Linked DNA regions of Mus musculus: region 2 is linked to region 1. A link is a contact called in public Hi-C data. All regions are on one chromosome and are shown on one strand. The core of a region is the stretch at or near the end of the contact, and the rest is flanking DNA. Distances in the headings are between cores, read along the strand shown.

The links. A called contact is a pair of places that touch in the nucleus more often than the background predicts.
Region 2: a contact with region 1 is called in a Hi-C map of cortical glia, with 3 times the contacts expected there. The contact joins two enhancer-like sites. A contact is called at or near these places in 3 of 484 Hi-C or Micro-C datasets (cerebral cortex, cortical glia and nephron progenitors), 3 of 115 datasets of contacts at active chromatin or transcription factors (the SCID.adh cell line, fibro-adipogenic progenitors and stem cell-derived neural progenitor cells) and 1 of 9 other capture datasets (embryonic stem cells).

The regions. Positions count from the first base shown.
Region 1 is chr7:73,419,708-73,427,669 of GRCm38.p6, reverse strand. Rgma (repulsive guidance molecule family member A) reads right to left here. Exons shown (of 4, transcript NM_177740.5): 4 at 7,771-7,962. It overlaps Chd2 (chromodomain helicase DNA binding protein 2), which reads left to right. Exons shown (of 39, transcript NM_001081345.2): 39 at 1-1,018. Among named protein-coding and RNA genes, the nearest start is that of A730056A06Rik, 48 kb to the right of the region's middle. Within about 2 kb of position 3,284, at least 49 of the 459 cell types and tissues checked have an H3K27ac peak or open chromatin away from gene starts, as enhancers often do. A contact at or near this core is called in the SCID.adh cell line, cerebral cortex, cortical glia and 1 more, where this site is marked.
Region 2 is chr7:73,191,929-73,199,890 of GRCm38.p6, reverse strand. It overlaps Gm20083 (a long non-coding RNA gene), which reads right to left. Exons shown (of 3, transcript XR_882223.2): 3 at 7,459-7,962. Among named protein-coding and RNA genes, the nearest start is that of Gm20083, 12 kb to the right of the region's middle. Within about 2 kb of position 2,705, at least 88 of the 459 cell types and tissues checked have an H3K27ac peak or open chromatin away from gene starts, as enhancers often do. A contact at or near this core is called in the SCID.adh cell line, cerebral cortex, cortical glia and 1 more, where this site is marked.

The sequences.
Region 1 (7,962 bases), core at 2,035-4,534:
CCATATTCACCTAGGTCTTGTCTTTCAACTTGTTGGTAGAAGTTACAAATTATTCTCAAAACTGTCTGTCTCATCATGAGGAAAAAGGAACTTTCTTTTGTTCCTATTCAGGACTTGAGGTATAGTGCCATAAAATGTAGCAAAAACCCTATCGGCCAGATCAGTGTTACATTGATTCTAAGATTACAGTATGTCCCATCAAACATCTGCTGTAGGTGAGGGAGTGGATTTGAAGAGGGGTTGAAAGAAAGGAAGCATTCCTCTTGCTTTAAACTAGTATGTGCATCAGATGCTTACAGCAGAAGTTTGCACAGGTAAGAGAAGCTGCCAGTGACGTTCTGTGGGGCCTGGCTTTGGGCAGCTGCTCATCATTGAGGAAGTGGCAGGACTTGGAGGAAGTTATGTGTGAATGTTGTCAAGTCCTGAAGTCCTATGATGCACTGTGGCCCTAGAAAACGAAGATGAAGCCTCCACTGACCACTGTGTCCTCTCTGACTTGGCCAGCCTGATGGTCCTTCCTTCTACTCTGTGTAGTCATTCCTAAGCCCCACAGAGGGAGCGCCAACATTTCTCACTGTGCTGCTGAGGTTCTGACCTGGTGTGTCTGACATTGCATCAGGCTTTGCAGAACAAATGTGATTCACTTAAACGTTCACACACAGCAACACTGAAATCCTACAGACCAAACAAACCCACTTGTCAGCAGGAGCCGTGGTCCAGCCCAGCACCTGTGCTCTCGTAGCCGAGGCCAGCCGTGTTGGGAAGAGAGCCATGCCAAGGGTCCAGGCTGCTGTAGTCCACCTGTGCCCTACTCATTTGGGGACAGGTGGTTTTTCTTGTAAACTTGTGGACTTTTGAAACCTGTTGACTAAACAGTAATTAATTTATATTTGTGAAAAATGCCACTGTCCTGGTGATTTCTGATGTAAATAATGTTGTTTATATAGTATGTATTAAATTTTCCTACATTGTAAAACTGCTGTACTTTTTTGATTCTTGTATATTAAAAAGTGTTACTAAGGATTTTTAGAATTGGGCTAACCAGTTACATTACATTCTGGTGTGAGGCACACGCCACAGTCTCCCTCCCTGGCTGGCTGCAAGCTGTGTGTCCATGCTTGTTTACATCTTCGACAATGGAAGCTTTTTAAGTTGCATTTTTGTTATTGGTTCTAAATAGTTTTCTGTCCCTGAACAGCCACAAACCACAGCTGCGTACTTCAGGGAATGGCATGGAGCCATTAAAACTGAGTCATGAGAGGTTGCCCTCATCTTTCACAGTGGTCATGGGGAGCCTGCTTCAAACATCCACCTCTGTCCAGAGAGAAGTAAGACATCAGGCCTACAGCCTACAGCTTTAGTGCAGTTAATCAGTTGGGTTATATACTCTTCTCTTCTTTTCTCTCCCCTCCCCTCCCCTCCCCTCCCCTCCCCTCCCCTCCCCTCCCCTCCCCTCCCCTCCCCTCCCCTCCCCAACTTCCTAACTTCCTAACTTCCTTCATGATTTATTCTCCTTTTATGGGCACTGGTGTTTTGCCTGCATGTATGTTTGTGTGAGGGTGTCAGATCTTGGAATTACAAACAGTTGTGAGCTGCTGTATGGGTGTTGAGAATTGAAACTGGTTCCTCTGGAAGAGAAGTCACTACTCTCAACCACTGAGCCATCTCTCCAGCCCTGGGTTATATATTCTTGAATGCGGAAAAACACTTTTCTTTTTTTAAAAATTTTCTTCTATTTTTTAAAAAAAGATTTATTTATTTATTATATGTAAGTACACTGTACACTGTAGCTGTCTTCAAACACTCCAGAAGAGGGAGTCAGATCTCATTATGGATGGTTGTGAGCCACCATGTGATTGCTGGGATTTGAACTCGGGACTTTTGGAAGAGCAGTTGGGTGCTCTTACCCACTGAGCCATCTCACCAGCCCCGAAAAACGCTTTTCTTATGGAAACAGTGACACAAATGTTCACTTGCAGTTTGGCACAGCGGCAGGCTTAGCTCCAACATGGCCCAGATAGAGGAAAGGTGACCTGGCCTATGTGTCGAAATTGTCCTAGGATGGAGTTTAGGAGAATCTTGCCCAAGCCCAGGGTTTTTAAAACTTGCACATAAGTGTCTTTGAAACAAAACTCAAACCTTTATGGTTCTCTCAATTCTTAGTGCCAAACACACCCATGTGTCCACTCAGCAGGGAGAGGGCGGCCGCTGGGACTCCACCTTGCTAGTTGTCCAGGACCCTTAGGTGCAAGGCCTGGCCTGGCAGGAGGCTGCTGGGTCTATAACGCTTGCGCCTGAGTGGAGAAGTGTGGAGGACAGGTCCTGTGAAGAAACCTGGTGATCCCCCTGCTTCAGGACGCAGCTAGAACAGCTCTGGGAACCTTTTAGGAACAAGTGCTGTGACAATCTAAGTGCTAGTTAGCTGGCTTCGAAGCCCACTGCTGCCAAGATGCCCACCTTCTGGAAGCTGCAGGCCCTTGCCTCCCAGCCCTCCCTAGCAGGGACTCAATGTTTGGTGATCACCACAAACCCTGCTCAATTAGTGCCAACAGAAAGGTCATGTACAAAAACTAAGGATCAGCTGTGTGTCAGAACAGAGTCTGTGGCTTTTAAAGGAGCCGTCCTGGCAATTCCATCAAGGCTTTAACTAAAAGCCCCGTCTGTCATACTTCAGGTCAGAACCTTCTTTGGCCCATGCTGCCTGTTGGCTTGCATGGTTTTGTGGAGTAGGCTGTGGATGTGGCTGGACCAGCTAAAACCTTTCTGTATGCCCCTGATCATAGTGGCACCCTGCCCAGACCCTGCTGGTGAGACTTTCCCTCAGGTGACAGGTCCCGGGCATGTCCTGGACTGTTAATGTGTCCAAGTGGCTTGTCCCTGGCCACACTTCTGGCTTTATTTGGGAACAAAAACAATGGTCTTCACCTGCAGTGTGTGCAGAGTAAATTGCCATACCTCAGAGCAAGCAAGCATGGGGAGTTCACATGAGCTCTCTGCCTTTCCTGGAACTCCTGCTAACTACAGGCACTATTGTGGTGTTTGGGTGGCATAAAGGAATTCATGGGAGTCAGAGTGTGTCCTCCCCACCCCCACCCCATTTTATCTCTGCTGTGAAGCAGCTTCAGTTGCAAATTGGTGTGTTGTATGAGTGCATACAGGGCAGAGAGAAGGCCACCAGGCAGGAGACAATGTCCCATTCTTAGTTGGGGATGGAACCAGAGGACAGCTGGGGAGGTCGGGGTGACCAGGACAAAGCTTGTCCTTCTCAGAGGTCAGGCCTTTCCCAGCACCAAGCTCCAGTGGCTTGAGCAAGAGGCTTCTGTAAAGCCACCGCTTGCTCTGGAGCCCAGCAGGGACAGAGCCATCGAAGAGCTTCAGTGTCAGAAGGACACAATTACAACTAGATCCTGGGGACAGGCTGCTCATTGGAGGGAGTTCTCAACAGAAGCATGGGGCCTGCCTTCTTGGAATTTATTTTAAGTGGGGTGGGTACTCTAGACAAGCAAACTGCAAGCAGACAAAATGCCACCTAAGGGAGAAAAGAAGCAAGATTACAAGATGTGTGTTCTGTTAGCCCCACCAAGGGCCAACAGAGGTAGCCGTGATGGAGGCCCTGCAGGATACATAATATGTGCTTGGCTGGTCACATTGTTAGAGAGGATGGTCGGGCCACTAGACGCACTGAAGATGGAGACCACTCCTGCAACCTGTCCATGTTTGCTTTCTATTTCAGAGATAAACACAATGACTTGTAACTTTAATTTTTTCAAATCCTGTTTTTAATGATGGTTCTTAAACGCTTTAACCTTTCTTGTAGCCCCCCCCCCCTTCAGAGTTAGTAAAAAGGATATGGGGGTGGGGGTAGAGGGAAGTGGACTTGTTTAGAAAGGTTATTTGGAGCAACTCCTGTCTGTTGTCTGGAAATCTGCAGTTCAGTTCACAGGTTAGCAGGCAGTGGCAGCTCCATCCACTCGCAAACACCTCACAGATAAACTACCTCACAGATGCACCAGGAGCCCAGTTCAGAAGAATCAGGTTAGCAACAGCAGTGACACTACCTAGCAGAGACAGCCGGGCCTCAGCCTCAGCTCCAGACAGCAGAAGGGGCCCCGGGAGAAGTTCTCAGCTGTGCATCTCTCAGGGAAGCGAAGATCAGTGAAGACGAGAGACCCACAAGCGTTACACAGCCAGCTGTACCAGCAAGCCAAGCTCTCTTCGTCATTCTGTGGAGTCCTATTTCTACCCTCCAAGCATCACGTGTCCTCCACGTGTCCTGCCTCAGCACATGCATCCAGTCAGCCCGAGTCCTTGAAAGTGGCAACAAACTACAGCACACCGCCACAAGTTTTTGGTGCATTTCTCTCCATGGTTTCCCGACAAATGCAATGTGAGGTGGACGATGCCTGTCATTAGCCAAGAATCCTTCATCACACGTCCTTTCACGTGCTTGCTTTAGTAGAACATCATTTCTCCTGTGTCTGCTTCAGCTAAGCATTCCTTCACGAATCCGCCTTAGCTTTTTACACCTGTGTCCACTTTAATGAAACATTCCTTCACGTGTTTGTCCTAACAAAACACCCTCCAACTGTCTTTCCAAAGAGTCTTCATGTTTCACTTCATTGACCAAAAGCAACTTGGGGAATAAAAGGGTTTGTTTCATTTTAGCCCTTCCAAACATGCAGAGAAGTCAGGGCGGGAATTTGAGGCAGGAACTGAAGCAGAAGCCACAGGAATGGTGCCTACTGGCTTGCCCTCCGTGGCACACTCAGCCCTGGTGGTCCCTTCCACCCACCGTTGCCTTGGCCCTCCTACATCATCATTAATCAAGAAAATGCCCCTACAGACTTGCCTATAAGCTAATCTGATGGAGGCGTTTTCTTAATTAAGGTTTCCTCTTCCCAGGTGACTCAGGCTGACAGAAAACTCACTAGCATGCCTCCCTAGGTGGGACCATCTCTGTATCTGACATAGCATCCCAGAGTAAGTGTAATTCTAGAACTGTCCTGCAGAGGGCAGCAGGCGCACACAGACTCCAGCCTAACCGCAGATAACCCACATGCTGCCCGGTTCTTCCAATGTTTAGATCTCTCTCTTTTTTTTTTTTTTTTTTTTTTTTTTTTTTTTTTTTGCCACCAGAGTCCAGAGGATTGGAGCCATCCTGTTCCTGAAGGAGGAATGAGAGGGGACTGAGAGCAGCTATATGCTTCCCTACCTTCTTCAGCCACTGCTCAGGGTTCTCAGGTCTATGGCAGCGAGAGGGATCAAGGTCTTATGAGCTCTGGGCTGGGCTGCTCCAGGTCGTCACACACACACACACACACACCCCCGCATACTCTGCTCTTTGTAGAATGCTTTCTCCACCTTCTGACATGCCTTGCTCCAGAAACTCGTGTGGTGAGTTAGTCACACATGCCTTTTACCCCTCCAAAGAGGAGCATCCCTTTTCTTCCTTCCTTAGGCGGCCACTCAGAATGTACCTGCTTCTCTTCCTGGAGTCTGCTGCCATGTGGGTCGTTAGATTATGTAAGTATCAACTATTGGTTTATCTCCCCAGCAAGAATACAGGATTTGTCCCGAGACAAATGGATTCATCAATGACTAAGTTCCTGGGTACCACTGCCACCGGGACCTCTTTCGGTGGGTTCTCTTGTTGATGTTGGGCATCTGTGCCAGGAATTAGCTCATTAGATTTCCACAGGACCCTGGGAGGTGGCTACGTGTAATTCCATTTTACAGATCAGGAATCTAAGGCTCAAGAAAAAAAAAATCCAAGGGAGACCACACAGCTAGCAACAGGCAGAGCCCAGCTCCGATGCCAAGTCAGCCTGCTGCCCAAGCTCACATGCCCAGCCGCTGCTCTGAGCCATGCTTGGGCCTGAGAGACAGGCTCCAGTGCTGCCTGGCTCTCCTGGACCTCTGCCAGTCTTCAGATAAGTTTTCCCTCCAAATTTACCCGGGCAGTTATCAGATTTCGCTGATCAGTCCTTTCTGGTTTTTACCCTTACAAACTCTGGCTTGTGATATGAGAAGCCTAAGAGTTCTTTTCCTTGTTTTTGCTCTGGTGGGGGTGGGGGGAGCACAACCCAGGAGCCTAAGGTCTCTCACACCATAGGCAAGGGCCCTAACATTGAGCTACATACTCATAGGCAGTTGGGGATGGAGTGGGAGAGAGAGAGTAGCTCACAGGCTATGCGAAAGCTCTTCGGTTGCCAGGCTGACTGGCCTCGGCCCAGGTCTGCACCAGAGCAACTGTCATGCACAAGGAAGATGGGAGCACTCAGACTTAACTCAGAGCAACTGTCATGCACAAGGAAGACGGGAGCACTCAGACTTAACTCAGACCAACTGTCATGCACAAGGAAGATGGGAGCACTCAGACTTAACTCAGACCAACTGTCATGCACAAGGAAGATGGGAGCACTCAGACTTAACTCAGAGCAACTGTCATGCACAAGGAAGACTGGAGCACTCAGACTTAAGGTGCTGGCCCCGGACATTTGAGATGCAAATTCCCCTGTTCTGGAGGGCAGTGAGCGGTGTGGTATTTAGGAAAGAATTCTTGTGGGTTAAATTTAGGAGCCTGAAAAAAATTCCAAGCCCCACATATTTTTTTGGCAAGTGTCACATGGCACTTTCATCTGATGGAGAGTGAAGGACTTTTTGCCTGGGCCTGGCTTTTCCACAGTCTGTCCAGCGTGTGGCTCGGGCCAATGGCCCCGCCATTGCTATGCTGTTCCCCTGGGATTGTTTTCTTTAACAATCCCACTGACCACTGGGGGGGCCAGGCCTTTGGTGACTGACAATGCAGGAGAGTGGGTGCATTTAGCTCTTTCCTCCTAGATCAACCCTTCAGGGTCTTTGTTTAAGAGCCTGTGGTTTTGCTTGTTTCTTTGTTTCAAGCAAGGCTCTTGAACATTCTCTCTCTCCTCACATCTGGTGCTGAGGTTGTGTGTCCGGTGGGCATAAATGCTCTCTGGATTTCTCCTCTTACTGGCCTTTCGTCTCCTCCCCAGTCTTGCGGGTTCCTCTCCTCTGGGGAGCAGATGAAGACATTGCTGGGAGCTGTTGGGAGCCTCAGAGGGTTAAGTGACTTGACCAAGCTTACTTATCTGGGACTTAAACTTGACTTGAACAGAGTATCACAAGCAAAATTGACCTAGGTGTATGCCTTGGCTCTGCCCTTGACAGGGAGGGCATGGTACAGGGGGGCACATCTCACACAGATCTTCAATCTGTTAAATGGTTTGGGTCCCGTGACACTGAATCACGGCGACAACATGTGCCCGTAGTCAGCAGGGAGCCTGGCTTTGCACACGTCTGGACAGTGGTGCTATCAGAGCACATCACTGGGCCCCTAGGCTGGGTGCTAAGGGATGTTGAAGGGGTCGAGTTGTGGCTGGGGCTTCTCGGTCATGCTGGCTTGGATGAAGCCATTATGGACCGCAGACCCTCCTCCATTCCAGACTCTGTTCTAGACAACAGCTCTCAGCCTTTCATCGTATAACATCGGTCTGCCCTGACGTGCCCAGAGCAAGGGGAAACGGACCAACCAAGTCCTTCTAACGGCTCAGGCATAGGAAGGAAGAGAGGTAATCTCAGTCCCCGAAGGCCATGGTGGTTAAACAGCTGCATCTCACAGCTCACACAACTTGGGCCCACACAGCCCCGTCTTGACACACTTTGTAGTGGGGACACATCCACCCACCCACCTCACCTCTCCACCCCGCAAGGACCAAAGTCTGTTTCGAAAATAAACTCCAACAGCTCATCTAAAAGAAAAATAACAAAACAAAACCAACTTTACTTGCATTTAGCCGTTAATAAATAATTTACAGTATGTACACGCAGTGGCTCTCCACACAGGTCGCACACAGGTGGACTCAGTGAGGGGTCCCCACTTCCAAGCAGAACGTGATCAAACACAACCAAAATAAAGTGCTTCAACTCTTTTACTTCCAACAT
Region 2 (7,962 bases), core at 1,456-3,955, 230 kb after region 1:
TTGAATGGAATCAAATATGACTTCCAAGGTAAAGATTGCCAACCCATACTGGGATTTTGACTTTTCTTTTCTTTTCTCTTCTCTTCTTTCCCTTTCTTTTCTTTTCTTTTCTTTTCTTTTCTTTTCTTTTCTTTTCTTATTATGGTGACAAAGGCAACTTCAGGAAGGAAGGTTTTATTTTAGCTTATTGTTCCAGTTTACAGTCCATCAAAGAGATGACTTATACTTTGCAGAATGCTGGGGTCATGTGACATCCACAGCCAAGAAACAGTGAATGATAAATGACTGTGATCGACTCATTTTCTTCTTTTCATGTAGTCTGAGTTCCCAGCCTAGGGAATAGTGCCACCCACAGCGGGCTGGCCTTCCTGCCTCAGTTAACTTAATCAAGATAACTGCCCATAGGCATGCCCTGGGGGCATTTCTCCTAGAGATTCTAGAGCTTGTCCAGGAATAATTAATACTAATGACCACAGACTTCAAAACATAATCTCCTCTGTAGCTGTGATTGGTTCTCCACACTCGTGTGTTGGGTGTACCTTGTTCAGATGCTTGGTGTAAAGAGAATAGAGATGACACCATATTCATAGCTGGATAAGGTCCATAGATGACCTCCAGTTACCTCTGGGCAGTGCTGCCCTGAAGATCTCTGGCAAATCCACCGAGAAGCCTTGTTTGCTTAAGATGTCCACTATTTAGTATCTATTATATCAGTATAGATACTCAAGGGCATTGCAGGCTCTTCAGAGCCAGAACAACACTTAAACAAATAGCAGCTAGTGTGCTTATGAGCTTCAGATGACCTGGGCTCAAATCCTCGCTCTACTGTTGACCAGCTGTGTGGTGGCAGCATGCCGTCTAACTTCCACTACTCCTTGGTTTCTTTTTCTGTGTCGTGGGTGATCATTGGAGTGTAGGCACAGATGCTTTTGATCAGGATAACCAGAGACTTCTTACCATGAAGCTTAAAGGAGAGAACACATGGGGGAGAACAAGGGGCGTCTATAGTGTTCTAATGTCCCATCCCAACAATGGCATGTGGGAATAGTCGGGGTTGCATCTCCTCTGAAGAGAGGTGGGTGAGCTCTGCCAGCCTTCACCTCCCCAGGGCTGGGTCAGCATGCTTGGGTACCTCTTTCTGGCTTTTTCTGGTTTCTGAGAGTTGAAGTCAGGTTCCTGTGCTTGCAAGGCAAACAGAGTCATTTCCCAAGCCCCATTTGGCCATCATTGGAATAAAAGTGAAGGGGGGAAGAGTCTGTTTAGGATTACATTAACCTCTACTTTATTCTCTGGAAACTTAGTAAAGTTTGACCTCCGTGCCTCCCACATGACTCTGAGGGGTTTAATTCTTTGCTACGGCCTCGAATCTTGGTTACTTCCACTCACGGGCACCTTGCCTACCTCCCTGTCCCCTGTCACTTACAGAAAAGGATTGTCTGCCGGTAGCAAACCTTGTGTTGTGGTCAGGGCAAAGCTGCACGAAAACATACAGAGAGGCATTACACAGGGTGCTAGGATCGACTTGGCTGTCTGCCCCACTTTCATCAAGAGCAACCCGATTTCCTGCAGGCCAGGGAAGAGGGCTAGGCAGTGTTTATTTTATTGCAGTTTTAGTCTGTGTTGCCAGTGTTTCCTTCCAGCGCCAAATCTCTTAGATAGATTTCAGCATACCTGGCCTGTTATGTCAAACCCCACCTCCACACTGTGGGGCCACTGGTGAACTTCCAGGTAGGTACATGAGTCACTAGTCTTCCACCAGGGAAGACTTCATAACTTAGCAGCACACTGCAGTGGGAATAAGTTCATATCTCCCTGGGGTTATTTGATTGGATGGGGAAAGACGAACATTTCCCTTCCATACCCATGATCGAATGGAAGACTCCAGTTGAAATGAATGGATAAGGCCTTCCTTTGCAGTGGAAGTAGAGTGATGTGTCTGCTCACAGAGGTGCTACCATCCACTCCGTTACATTTGGCTTGCAGAGTTCAAGGTCTCAGGGGTGCCTCAGAATTCATTGTATCCTTTTGTTCACTACAGACTGGTCAATGGTCAGTGAAGAAATGTCCCTGGAAAGTCCAGGCAATGATGAGTGAGTTCTAGATGGTTCTAGGTTCTGAATTCAGAGACATGAATGCTAGACGTGTGCTGGCCACCTGTCTGACACGTGAATTGAGTTCTTGAAACACTCTAGGGCTCACCCGAGCACAGTGATCTGGGGAAAAGCCTTGCTTTTTCTAGTTTATTCTGAAAGCAGGGCTGTGGCTTTTGCCCTTGATCTATCTGGGTTGTAATCCAGCTCCCTCTTCGCCTGAGTTTGGACTTCTGGGCTTTTGGTTGCACGGAGATGCTTGTGTTAGTGGAAATGGTCCACTCACCTTGTACAGCTGGCTCAGAAAGAGGACTCAGATACAAAAGGCAATTTTGCACAGTATGAACCCAGTACATGCAAAGCCTGATCTGGCACCGTGCCCATCTGGCAACTCTCTTAGTGTCCTGCAACACCAAGGCAGAGCGACCCCTGATGATAGGGACAGAAGAGAGGCCCAGGACACTTGCGCATGCAAAGTGAGAACTGTCAACCCCAGAGCTGCACTCCCAGCCCCAGAGCAACTTCAGAGAGAGAATGAAGATCATTGTCAGCGTCCTCCCATGGGGCTCCTTAATCAGAGCTGGTAACTTTCTCCCACGTGTGCTCCCAGAGCAATGAACTGCTGTTGTTGGGTAATTAGTATCCTGGGCACAGCCAAGACGAGGGTACAGTGAGCGCCTTTGTCTCAGGCTCGTAAATTTCAACACAGGTTGGATGGAACAAAGGTCCAATTCATGTGGGAGACACCCCACATGGGATCGTGTGGACAGAGCCAAGGGAGAGACTCCCTGGCAGCCCCAAGGGTGAATGGTGAACGGGCAACTCAGGCAGTGGAGGGACACGGTGGATGCTCAGGGAGCCTTTGACTCTGGGAGGCAGAAGCTGTTCTGTGCAGTATGGCTGGGGGTAGGGGTGGGGGTGCGGGTGTGAGCAGTCTTTGCTTTGGCAATGCCATCTGCGGTGAGAGAATGCTCGAGAAGCCTGCTCTACAAAGGACCCAACTACATTAGTTACTTTTCTTGTTGTGGAAAGCAGATATCCTACAAAGAATAGTGTGAGGCTTGGCTATAGAGGTTTGCCACATCTGAGTGGTTAAGAAAGTAGGAAGTGGGCCTGTCCCCCAAATCTCCAGGGACTCACTTCCCCCAGATAGGTTCTACCTTCTAAACATTCCACAGCCTCCCTAAATATTACCACCACCTGGTAATCAAGGTGATTCAAACTTGTGAGCCCTCGGAAGATGTCTTACAGTATGGATTTTATAGAGAGAATTTCCCTTTGAACCAATATATGTTCAACGACTACACCAGGACCAGCAAGACAGCTCAGTGGTAAAGACACCAGTCACCAAGCCTGATGAGCTGAATTTGATCCTCAGGACCCACATGATAGAAGGTGAGAATTAAGTCGGGCATGGTGGCACACGCCTTTAATTCCAGCACTTGGGAGGCAGAGGCAGGTGAATTTCTGAGTTCGAGGCTTGATCCACAGAGTGAGTTCCAGGACAGCCAGGGCTACACAGAGAAACCCTGTTTCGAAAAACAAAACAAAACAAACAAACAAACAAAAAAGGTGAGAATTAAATTCTATAACATGTGTGCACTCTAGCATATGCACGTGTATGCACGCAAAGTATGGATGTGTGTATATACAAATAAATATAACAAACTATTTCTATATTTTTAAAAATATGTGTCTGAAATACAATTTGCTATGCATATAATATGTTTTGTCTGTTTCTTGGGGGAGGTCTTATGACTAGAACTACTATTCGTTGGTCCATTTTTGGCACTTGTATGTGAGTATGGTGTGTGTACATGTGTATATGCATGTTTGCATGAGTCTGAGTGCACGTGTGTGGTTGTGCATGCATGTGTATTTGTATATGAGTGGAGGCCCAAAATTGACATCAAGTTGTTCTTGATGGCCCAGAACCTTATTCACTGAGACAGGGTATCTCATTTGAACCCAGAGCTCACCACAATGACAATCTAGCTAGCTTTGCATGTTCTAGGGATTCCCCATCGCATCCTTTCAAGCCCTGGAATTACATGTGTGCCACTATACTCTATCTACCTGGTACTTTCCTGGCTTCTGGGGATCTGAGGTCTGGCTTTCATACTTGTGCAGCAAGCACTTTATGCCGAGTCCTCTCCCTAGCCCCTACTTGTGCTTCTTACGTGTGAAGCACCATGATGGACACTTTATTTACGTGAATAAGAAGCAAAAAAGTGAGTCAAGCCAGACTGCTGTTAGTGTTCTGTCTTCAAGGGGAAGTGGTGACAGTTCCTATCAGCAGGGTGCTGAACATTCACTTGGGGTTTGCTAGAGCAAGAAGAAAGCAAGCCTGAAGTGTCAAAGGGTGAGAACCAGAATGAGGGACCCTTTGTTAGCAAAACATAGCACATTTGTACCAATAGAAATGTAGGAATCAGGTTGGAATGTTAATTTGTTCAAGAGCTAGTTTGTATGGAGGTGAAAATGTAAGCGCCTAAGTGCTCTCTCTCTCTCTCTCTCTCTCTCTCTCTCTCTCTCTCTGTGTGTGTGTGTGTGTGTGTGTGTGTGTGTGTATGCTGAGGGCAAAAGGGAATGCATTCCTTTTGAGAGAGACTCATATATCACAGGCTGGCCTCAACAACTTGCTATGTGTTGAGAGTGACTTTGAACTCCTGATCCTCCTGCCTCTACCTCCTGAGGACTAGGATTACAGGAATGTGCCATCTTTAGTCTTATGTGATGCTAGGGACTGAACACAAGGCCTGTACTCTGCCAACTTTGTCTCATCCTCAGCTCACAAACAGCTGAAGTGAAATTTCTGGTTTCTTTGGAGACTCAGTCGCGTCACGTGATGTCTTCCCGGAGACTGTCTTAGGAGAGGACATTGTGCTGAAGCAGACACGTGGGAGGATGTTTTGTAGGTATACATTTTTCTTGACCTACTTTAATAAGGATTCAACCTCTCCTCCAGCCCCCCACCCACCAGAGCTGGTTGAAAAGAAAAGTCATTAGGACACAGGGGAAGTAGATCTGTTTAGAAATAGACCTTGGGGGGTGAGGTCAAGCATCATTGTCAGGATATCTGCAGTTCAGCCCAGTAGCAAACACCAAATGTGAATCAGTAACTATAGTGCAGTCCTATCAACAGATACCACACATGAACCAGCAAGATCAGTCCAATCCAGAAGAAACCACAAGGCTCGACAACTGGTCCAAGGCTGCAGAAGTGGCAAGAAGCCATAGGAACCTCAGGAGAAGTTCTTAGGCTAGTTTAAGGCATCACCACAGGCAGAGCTCAGCAACACAGTGTAAGGCGCACCAATACATGTGTGTCCTTAGCGAAGAATAGCAAGGCAGAGCAAAGCAAACCAATGCTCAAGCTCCAACTGTCTGTGGGGACATATTTACATTCCGTTGAACATCATGCATCCTTTCATGTGTTTGCCAGAGTAAAACATCCTTTCACCTGTGTCTGCTTCAAGAAAACGTTCTTTGGCGTGTCTGCTTTAGCCAGGCACTCTTTCATCTGTGTGTCCAGCAAAGCATCATTTGATATAACTGACTTTTGAAAGAAACCAGAAGTTTTCACTTCATATTTGTCTGGAAGCTGCCAGGACAAAGGGCATGTGGTGTTTTTCTGGAACAGATGCTTGAGAGGGCACGTGATGTTTGGAAAGAGAATAAGATTAACCCAACAGACAGTGGTCAATGCTGTGTGGCATTGGTTTGCCTTACCTTCTTTGCTCATCATTGTTTGTCATGACTTCATGGAAAGAAATGCACCAAAGAACTTCTTGTGATAATCAGTGGCTTCTTGCAGCTTCGGTGGCCTCAGGCTGATTGGCAGAGCCTTGCAGTTTCTTCTGGCTCGAATTGCTGTTACTGATTGGTGAACGGTGTTTGTGAGTAGATCCAGCTACCACTGCTGATACTGACAGTGAAGATTGGAATCGCCCTACAGAACACATCCCCCTTTGCCCCATTAAGTTTTTCTTTCTACTACCTCTGGTGGGTGGTAGGCTACACGGGAATCTAAAGCTTTCAAGAACTCACAGGGCCCCCAATGGAGGAGCTAGAGAAAGTACCCAAGGAGCTAAAATGGTCTTCAACCCTATGGGTGGAACAACAATATGAACTAACCAGTACCCCCAGAGCTCGTGTCTCTAGCTGCATATGTAGCAGAAGATGGCCTAGTTGGCCATCATTGGAAAGAGAGGGCCCTTGGTCTTGCAAACTTTATATGACTCAGTATAGGGGAATACCAGGGCCAAGAAGTGGGAGTGGGTGGGTAGGGGAGTGGGGGGAGGGTCTGGAGGACTTTTGGGTTAGCATCTGAAATGTAAATGAAGAAATACCTAATTTTAAAAAGTCAAAAAAAAAATAAAGTAGGTTTTGAAAAATATAAGCCTACAAATGTCAAAAAATGTGAACTTTGTGCACCATGAAATATGGTTAAGATATTTTTTTCTGATTCTTATAAAATTTAAAAGCCATTTAATTATACTACAAAAGCATGGAGCAGCAGGCTGGATGTGAGCCTCTGGCTGCAGTGGGCTAGCCCTGCCTACTCTGCACCACATAGTCACTTATCAGACAGACACTTGGGAGTGGAAGAAAGGGTCCAAGAGTGAGTGTCAGTGAAGAGGGGCAAATGGAAAGCTGTTAAGGTAGAGGTCCATGTGCCTCCTTTCCCTGGGAGCATTTGCTGAGATTTACATAAAACCTCTACAGACAAATTAGCATGCACAGCCCTTATTCGGACAGGCCTTAATCAAGTATCCATTTCCTTAGACAAATCACATGCCCCTCTTGGCCTCTCTCGCTGTGTGTTCATGAGTGCGCACGTTCATACATTTGTGTGTCAAAAAAGGTCTAAGTCATCATCAAGGTTTTCTCCGACACTAAAGATAGAAACATGATTTTTCGGGCAACATTTTCCCCGCTCATGCTTTTTCCTTTTTTTCTTGCTCTGTTTCCTTTTCACAGAATCTGTGTGTCATCTTCTCCCTCACACTCTCTAGACAGTTGTCTGTTTGTCTGTCTGCCTGTCTATTTGCAGTGGAGATCTGAGTTTGTAGAATGACTTCTCTAAATCCCAATATCCTGCTTGATGAACTCTCTCCTTTACCTCGTCCTCTAAATTTGACTCGACATCTCTAAAGATGCTCTGCTTCAAAGGTCATAGAGTACTGGTGTTTAAAAACATCCCAGGGGGGTGGGTGGGGGAAAAGAAAACAATCAAAATATCTAGGAGAGGAAAATAAGCTAGCAACATGTGAAGGATATACCATTTCTTTGTGTTGACTTGTAAACCTATGTGCTTCAGCTATCTGGTGAAGAGAGTCTTTTCAAGTTTCTTTTCCTTTTCCTCTCTCTCTCTCTCTCTCTCTCTCTCTCTCTCTCTCTCTCTCTCTCTCCCTCTCTCTAGAGGCAAGTGTAATGTTTTTATGCCCTTCCTTTCTTTCTAGGACAAAAAAATTAAGAGGAACTCATTTTTATTGAGATTAATGCAATCTCTTCTCCTCTTATTGGCAACATGAGGTTTCAGCAGATCTCCGATCTCATGCTGAATGAAAAGTATGGCCCAACAATGGAGGCAGAGGCTGGGGGCTTGAACCCAATTTGGATTAGCATGCACAGCAGCAGGCGTTCTGAAGTGAATGGCAACCAGTGTTTGGAGCTGACCAGTGTTTGGTGCTTAGCGTCAGCCCCTGAGGACTGAGGCTATTGTTCTGCTCTGATCCCAGGAGGCTGAGCCTCACAATCAGATGCTCAAAGGTGACAGGCCTGCATCAAGCTGTCAGCCAGGTGGCAGCGACAAGCTACCAGGCAAAAGTCAGGGCAGACACTGAGCTGGGAATCTTAGGGAGAACTG